Linked DNA regions of Triticum aestivum: region 2 is linked to region 1. The links are chromatin contacts, called in public Hi-C maps. All regions are on one chromosome and are shown on one strand. Each heading gives the region's core, a stretch centred on a gene start, on an enhancer-like site or on the middle of the called end of the contact. The rest is flanking DNA. Distances are from core to core; before and after follow the strand shown.

Evidence for each region. A called contact is a pair of places that touch in the nucleus more often than the background predicts.
Region 2: a contact with region 1 is called in a Hi-C map of leaf, with 4 times the contacts expected there. The contact joins the promoter of LOC123085836 here to the enhancer-like site in region 1. A contact is called at or near these places in 2 of 5 Hi-C or Micro-C datasets (both in leaf).

Annotation. Positions count from the first base shown.
Region 1 is chr4A:207,383,946-207,387,829 of IWGSC CS RefSeq v2.1, reverse strand. No RefSeq gene overlaps it. Among protein-coding and RNA genes, the nearest start is that of LOC123085836, 220 kb to the left of the region's middle. Within about 2 kb of position 1,984, at least 6 of the 8 cell types and tissues checked have an H3K27ac peak or open chromatin away from gene starts, as enhancers often do. A contact at or near this core is called in leaf, where this site is marked.
Region 2 is chr4A:207,605,029-207,608,881 of IWGSC CS RefSeq v2.1, reverse strand. LOC123085836 reads left to right here and starts at 1,559. Exons shown (of 3, transcript XM_044507540.1): 1 at 1,559-1,914; 2 at 3,126-3,853. The coding sequence starts at 1,903.

The sequences.
Region 1 (3,884 bases), core at 735-3,234:
TTTACTACTCCACAATGCATTCCCTTAGGCCCAAGTGTGGTGAAGTGTCATGTAGTCAACATTCACATGACACCACTAAGGGAATCACAACATACATACTATCAAAATATCGAACACATATCAAATTCACATGATTACTTACAACATGATTTCTCCCATGACCTCAAGAACAAAAGTAAATACTCACAAATAATAATCATGCTCAAGATCAGAAGGGTATTAAATAGAATATTGGATCTGAACATATAATCTTCCACCAAATAAACCATATAGTAATCAACTACAAGATGTAATCAACACTACTAGTCACCCCCTAGCAACAATCTATAGTTCCGGTAACAAGATTGCATACAAGAGATGAACTAGGGTGTGAGATGAGATGGTGCTGGTGAAGATGTTGATGGAGATTTCCCTCCCCAAGATGGGAGAGTTGTTGGTGATGATGATGACGATGATTTCCCCCTCCGAGAGGGAAGTTCCCCCAACATAATCGCTCCACCGGAGGGCAAAAGTTCTCCTGCCCAAGTTCCGCCTCGAGGAGGCGGCGCTTCGTCCCGAAAGTCCTCCCATTATTTTTTCTAGGTAAAAACCACTTATATACCAGAAGATGGGCACCAGAGGTTGGCTGAGGAGGCCACAACCCACCAGGGGGCGCCAGGGGGCCTGGCGCGCCCAGGTGGGTTGTGCCCACCTGGTGGCCCCCCTCTGGTGTTTATTGGCTCCAATATTTCTTAAATAATCCATAAACAATCTCCGTAAAGTTTCAGCTCATTTGGAGTTGTGCAGAATATGTGACCTGATGTAGCTTTTCTAGGTCCAAATTTCCAGCTGCCGGAATTCTCCTTCTTGGTGTGTTCCTTGCAAATTATGCGAGAAAAGGCATTCGAATTACTCCAAAAAGCATTATTATGCATAAAAACATTATAAATAATAGTAAGAAAACATGATGCAAAATGGACGTATCAAGGCTCCTGGAAGCCCCCAGCCCCATCATCTTGGCGGTTGTCGTCGTTTCTCCTCGGTGGTGGTGGCAGTGGAGGGAGGCCGACATTGCTCTAAGGATGGTCTCGCGAGGCTGGTCATGCCAAGGGCCATCACGAGGTTGGCCCTGTGTAACACCCCAGATGTAAAACTTCCTAGTTTGGAGATATATCCAACTTTGAACATGATCTATTCCATTTTGGGCTCCTTCATTTTGGGTCATTTTGTTGTTTCCTTTCTAGCATTATTGTTGGTTGCCATGTCATCATCATATAGTGCATATTCATCTCATTGCATTGCCTTGCTATCCTTGTCATATTCCTTTTTGCCATCATATGTTTGCATCATGTGCATATCAATGTTGTGTTTTGCTTATGTCAACTTGCATTTCCATGATGTTCATGCATGTTATATTGTTGCGTGCTCCATGGGTGATCCATGCACCATCACTTCTCCTTACTACCCCTTTCTTCCATTCTTTTTCAAGTCCCATATTGCGCTACTCCATTAATTTCATATTTTCCCTGTAAATCTTGCATCATCACCTCCCACTTCCTTCTCCCTTCCATGTTTTTTGGGCAAGCGACATTTTACGCTCCTCCAATAATGTTCAACTTTTTCCTACAAATATTAGACCTTGCCTAAATCCTCTATACCAATTTTCAGCTCATTTAAATATGTTTTGGTTGGGTTAAAAATTGACTTAAGTTTGAATTTAATTCAAACTTGATTTAATTTTCTTCATTTAAAAACCCCCAAAGCAATTTAATAAAATGGCTCATAATTCCAAGAGTCCAAGTATATCTCTACTTCTTTCATATTCTTCCCCAAACCTCCTGGACATTTCCTTTGGGAACTGTTTATTTATTAAACAGAAAGATAAGTAAGGAAACTTACCTGGGCCGGCCTCCCAGCGCACCTGTAGCCCAGCTCCAGGCGCAGCCCAGCAGCCCATCCAGCCCACGCGCCAGAGGTCGTCCTCTACCTGTACGACAGAACATCGGCATTTCCTAAACTGCGCCCGCTGCGTCCTTTTCTTCGATTTCCTCAAACGGCGCACACCCCCCGGCGCTGCCCAAGGCCGGCCCGTTATCTTTTTTTCCTGTTGAAATTGCAGGGAAAAATAATGTGCGCAAGCAAGGCAAATCCTAAAGGGCGCCCGCTGCGCCCGTTACAGTACATTATGCAATCGGGCGCACACCCCCTTGCTGCGCCGGGCCGGCCCATTGTCTTTTTTTTTAATTCTGTTCAAACTGAATCAAAGCAAAAAACGGTGTCTGAGGCATGGTTCGAACCTAGGATCTCTGGGTTCAAAGGGCAGCGCACCAACCACTACGATAACCCTAGATATGTGTCAATAGTGTCATGTTTGATTTATTCTTTGTCACCGTCGCGGAATCCCCCACTTTTGGGAACCTTTTTTTTTGGAACAGTTTTTTTCTTTTTTTCTTTTTCCCATTCTGTATTTCTTTTTCAAATGCGTGAACTTTATTTTTCAAATTCTATGAACTATTTTCAGATTGATGAACTTTTATTTAAAATCAATGAACTTTTTTGAAATTGATGCATTTTTTTCAAAGTCGATGATTTTTTCTTCAAAATCGATGAACTATTTTCATGAACTTTATTTCAAGTCGATGAACTTTTTTTAAAATTGATGAACCATTTTTCAAATCTATGAACTTTTTTCAAAATTGATAAAACTTCTTTCTACTTGATGAACTTTTTCTTCAAAACTGATGAACTATTTTCAAATCGATGAACTTTTTTACAAAACGGTGAACTTTTTTCATAACGGTGAACTTTTTTCAAAATCGATAAATTTCTTTCTACTTGATGAACTTTTACGTCAAAATCGATGAACTTTTTCCAAATCGATGAACTTTTCTCAAAACAGTGAACTTTTTTTCAAAATGGTGAACTTATTTTCATAACGGTGAACTTTTTTCAAAATTGATAAACCGTTTGTCAACTTGATGAACTTCTCCAAATTAATTGAACTTTGAAGTCCGATGAACTTTTTTAAAATTTGATGAACTTTTTTCAAAATTGTTGAGTTTTTTTCAATTTTTGCGAACTCTTTTTCTAAAACGATGAATTTATTCAAATTCGCGATGTTTTTTGTAAATAATTCGGAAATTAAGTGATATAGTATACATGCAAGAAATAGCGCAGCGGCACGTCCTTATAGTGTCGGCGCTGTTATCATTCACAATAAGCAAGTTGTTCTAGTGGTTAGGAACACTAGTATAGGGCGGCAGTGGCTTGAGATGGAATCTTGGGAGCGCCATCTTTTTTTGCTGTTTTTTCGCTCTTAACAGCGTCCCGAACGGTCGCGTCGGCCTTGTTTGGGCCAGGCCCAGGTGGGAACCGCGTGGGCGCCGGTAAGCCTTAGCGGCGCTAAAGGCGCGGCTTAGGAGCTCCCCGCAAGTGAGGGATCGAACACGGAATCGATCAATTAACAGAGCAGCGTACCCACCACTATGATAACAACGCACTTGTGATTACAGACTTCCTTCTTTTCTTTTTATTCTTTTTCTAGGTCGTTCCCTGGTCAACTTCTGGGCATGTTTTTTTCTTGTTCCTTTTTCACTTTTCTTTTCTCATTTACCTTTCTTTTTTATCTTTCCTTAAATGCGCAAACTTTTTATCAAAATCGATGAACTTTTTTCAAATTCAATGAAATTTTATAAAAATCGATGAACTTTTTTCATTGATGAACTTTTTTCAAGTTTGATGAACTTTTTTTCAAAACCGATGAACTATTTTTAATTTTTGCGAACTGTTTTAAAAACTTATGAACTAGTTTTCAAAATCGATGAACATGTTTCAAATTTGATGAACTTTTTCCAAATTCAGTGAACATTTTTTTAAATAGACGAACTTTTTTCAAATTCGTTGAA
Region 2 (3,853 bases), core at 310-2,809, 220 kb before region 1:
CGTTTGATATGGATATTCTGCGAAACAAAAACATGCAATAAACAGAAACTGGTACTGGGCACTGAATCGATAGTTAGTCCTAAAAATAATATAAAATGTTGTCAAAAGTATATGAAAGTTGTAGAATATTGGTATGAAATAATAATAAAATTATAGATACGGCGAAGACGTATCAGTGTTCATGATCACTTTGCTTGAAGTGCATAATATGGTTTCTCATTTCAATTATCTTAGTAGGGGTCTAGTATTTGGCAATGCAAGTTTCCTTACATTTCTTCCAAGAAGAAATCATGGAGTATATGAATCAATGTATAAGATAAACAGGAAATGATGTCATAAGATCGAGAGAAAAACGCGACGGGAGGTGTCTAATATTCCTTTTCTTCTTACACCCAATGTTAATCTAATTACTATTACTATCAATTTTTTAATGTAGCTAATAAAATAGTTGACGCTTCATATTTGTGAAACCTACAAGAGCCATATTTTGTCTGTCTGGTTAATGTGGCATATCCATTTCTTATGAACAATTAGCATATCATAAATTTTGGATCGACGACACGTAAAACCCTCATTTTATCACCAGTGTTGAAAGGTCATGCATATCTCATGGTTAATATAAAACACATAGTTGGTCCCGCAAATAATACATAGTAAATATTAATTTTCTGAAAGGCAATGGATGAACCTTTTTCCTTAAGTGTGACAAACCTCCGTACCTCTTACTTCCGATCCAATGGATCTTGGCACCAGCCTCAAATCCACTTTGTATATCTTGTGACTAATACAAAACACCTATTGCATATCAACAATGAATACATCATAAAGCGTCGACTATCCGATAAGCAATGCATGATCCTTTTCCTTGGATGCGACAAACCTCCCCACCTCTTACTTCCAATCCAATGGATCTTGGCACCACTCTCGAACCCCCCTCTTCTACCTCGTGATCAATACAACATGTGTATCACATAACAATAATGAATACATCATAAAGTCTCGATTGTCCGATAAGCAGTGGATGATCCTTTCTTGCGGGTGCGACAAACATCCATCCTTTTACATCTGATGCAACAGATCTTGGCATTAGTCTCGAACCCATAGCATATATCTCATGATTAATGCAAAAGACACTACTTTTTCAGGGGTGTGACCCCCACCCCTTCGCTGCCCATCCATCTTTCATACTTCCGATTCAACGGGTTTTGTTTCAGCGGTCTCAAACCCTGAATGTATATCTCATGATAAATGCAGGACGTGTGTTTTTTTATAAACAATTATCTTCATCATCTGCTAAACATCCCCTTTCCGGCGGGCGCGACAGAAACGGTTCTTACCTTTGATCCGATGGTGTGTAGGCACGCACGTGAGATGAACCTACGGCGTGGATCCAAAGTGGCATCCAACGGCGAGCAGTTCACGCGAGAGACTCCTCAAGGAAATTGCGCTTCCGGGCTGCAGCAAAGCACCACGACGTCGTCGTGAGAGCGAGCGTTCTCAACACACCACCAATTTCTCTCTCCGCCCTTGTCCTGCTCTCTCGTCTTTAAAGGCCGACGCCCCCTCCCTCTGTTTTCCTGCTTACCCGTCTCCGTCTCCGCCTCCACCCCTCTCCTCGCCTCGCCTCCACTGCGAGCGAACAAACCACCCTCCCAAAAGCCTCACGCGCCGTCCTCCTCCCCGCAACCCGGCGCACGCACGCACATGCCTTCCTCCGCTGCTCGTCCAACCCGCCCGCGCCGTGGCCTCTGAATCACGCCGCCATCTCCACCCAGATTCTTTCACCCCGGTCGTCGTTCCGTGTCACCGTCTTCTGTTTCCCGTTTTCCCAGCCAAGAGAATCGTCGCCCCCTGCCGCCGGGAAGCTTCGTCCAGTAGGGGCGGCGGCGACGGCTCTCCTGCATGGGACGCAAGGTTCGTTGCTTGCCTCGGCTCTTTTCCTCCCATGTTAGTACATTCGTTCTTTGCTTGCCCGGCCGGCTGGTGGCTGGCGGTTCGGTGATGCGCGTCGCGCTCCCGGCCGTGCCTTGCGCTTACGGTAGCCGTGGTCCTGGTTCCCCCGTGCTGGTTGCGTCCATGATCACGTCATCTCTAGATTTCGGGACGGTGTTTGCGTCTCTGCGCCCGCGTGCGAGCGTGTTCGGCTCGGCGAGGGCATGGGGTTTGGTTGGTACGGCCGCCGTGCCTGCCTTGGCTGCTCCAGCCTCCAGGTTTGGGTTGTCCGTGACTTGCTCGGAGCCCGTTGTCCTACCTGATGGGATGCGCGGCCCTTGTCCTTGTTGGATTGGGTGGGTCAGGGTGGTGCCTGAGATTTGCAGGACGCGATTCATGGGTTTGGTTTGGTCTCTAGGAAATGACTCGATTTGCTATGTTTGACTCTTCAGATTTGTAGGCTTGCTCCTAGGTGCAGTGCTTGTGAATTCGATAGCCTATTATCGTCAGGCTGATACATACGTCCTAGTTATGGTGCAGTGTTTAATTCGGACAAGTGATTATCTGGGAGATCCAATGTGTCATGACAGAGTTTTACTTGTTTTACAAAGCATTGTGATTCACAACTGTTAACACGATAAATCTTAAACATCACCAGCATTGCCTGTCTGATAATGTGGAAATGCAATTGGTGCGGCAAGTTGCAGTAACTGCTGGGTGATGTCAGTTCTGATGTGATGTCAATTGGTCTGGCTATATGCAGCTCAAAACATATAAGCCACTTCAAAAAAGCTCCTTTTTTTCTAATCAATCTTATCTGAGAGAGATGCCGCGAAGGTTACTCCAGGGCTTTACAATGCAGTTCATCCTAGTTGCAGTATTTATTTCTGCTTCAGTTGCTTGCTGTAGTAAGCAATGAATTAGTAATGCCGTGTACTTTACTGTTGCATATAGCACATTTCAGATGCTAGAGATATCATGCATGTAGATATGCATGTGAGCTCTGAAAGGGATGAAAATTTTCATGTGTTCACTTATTCATACAGAGCGCCATTTTGTTTCATGCTCCTAAATGCACAACCAACTTAGTTATTTATACTGACGATGAATACTTCTTATTGTATCAATTTATTTATACTGTATCAATTTGATGATCCTTGACAACTGACCTTTTTTTTCTTCCATATTGACAGATAGGGACACTTCAGTTAGAAGACATTGGTGATCACCATTTATCTGTAGAAGTTTCTCAAGCTTCGGATGATGACTCACCAGTATCCCCATGCATAAGAAGTGTGCACCAGGCAGAAATCCCCAATCTAGCCACAGACGATGAACGACGTCATCTCATGGCCAGCTCACTCCACAGTTGCAAGTTACATGTGTATGATTATCCTAGTGTTTCTGTACCAGTTGTATGGGGAAGCCATCCACCAAGTCAAGTTAACAAGGAAGAGATTAGAAGTGAAGGTAACTGGGCATATCTGGATCCTCATGCTGTGCTACCAGTAGATCAAATTGACTCTGCAAATAATCAAGTTTGTGATGAAACACCGGTTCAGTGTTTCACCCAAGAAAGCCGTGACCTCTTCACTGACAAGACAATGGTGGATCAAAGAGAAACAAAAAAAATTGCTTCACTGCATGGCTTATCTGCCTCCATTTGGACTGGTCTAGAAGAAGAATGCTTTCTTCTTGGGCTGCACATTTTTGGTAAAAATCTCAGCCTGGTGAGCAAGTTTATAGGGAGCAAGACTGTTGGGGAGGTGCTCTCCTACTACTATGGGAGGTTCTATAATGGAACTGCATATAAAAGATGGTCGCACCTTAGAAGGACAAGAACTACTAGATGCATTCTCGGGAGAAGCATTTTTACTGGTCGGCGACAACAGGAGCTTATATCTCGTTTGAAATTGAAAAT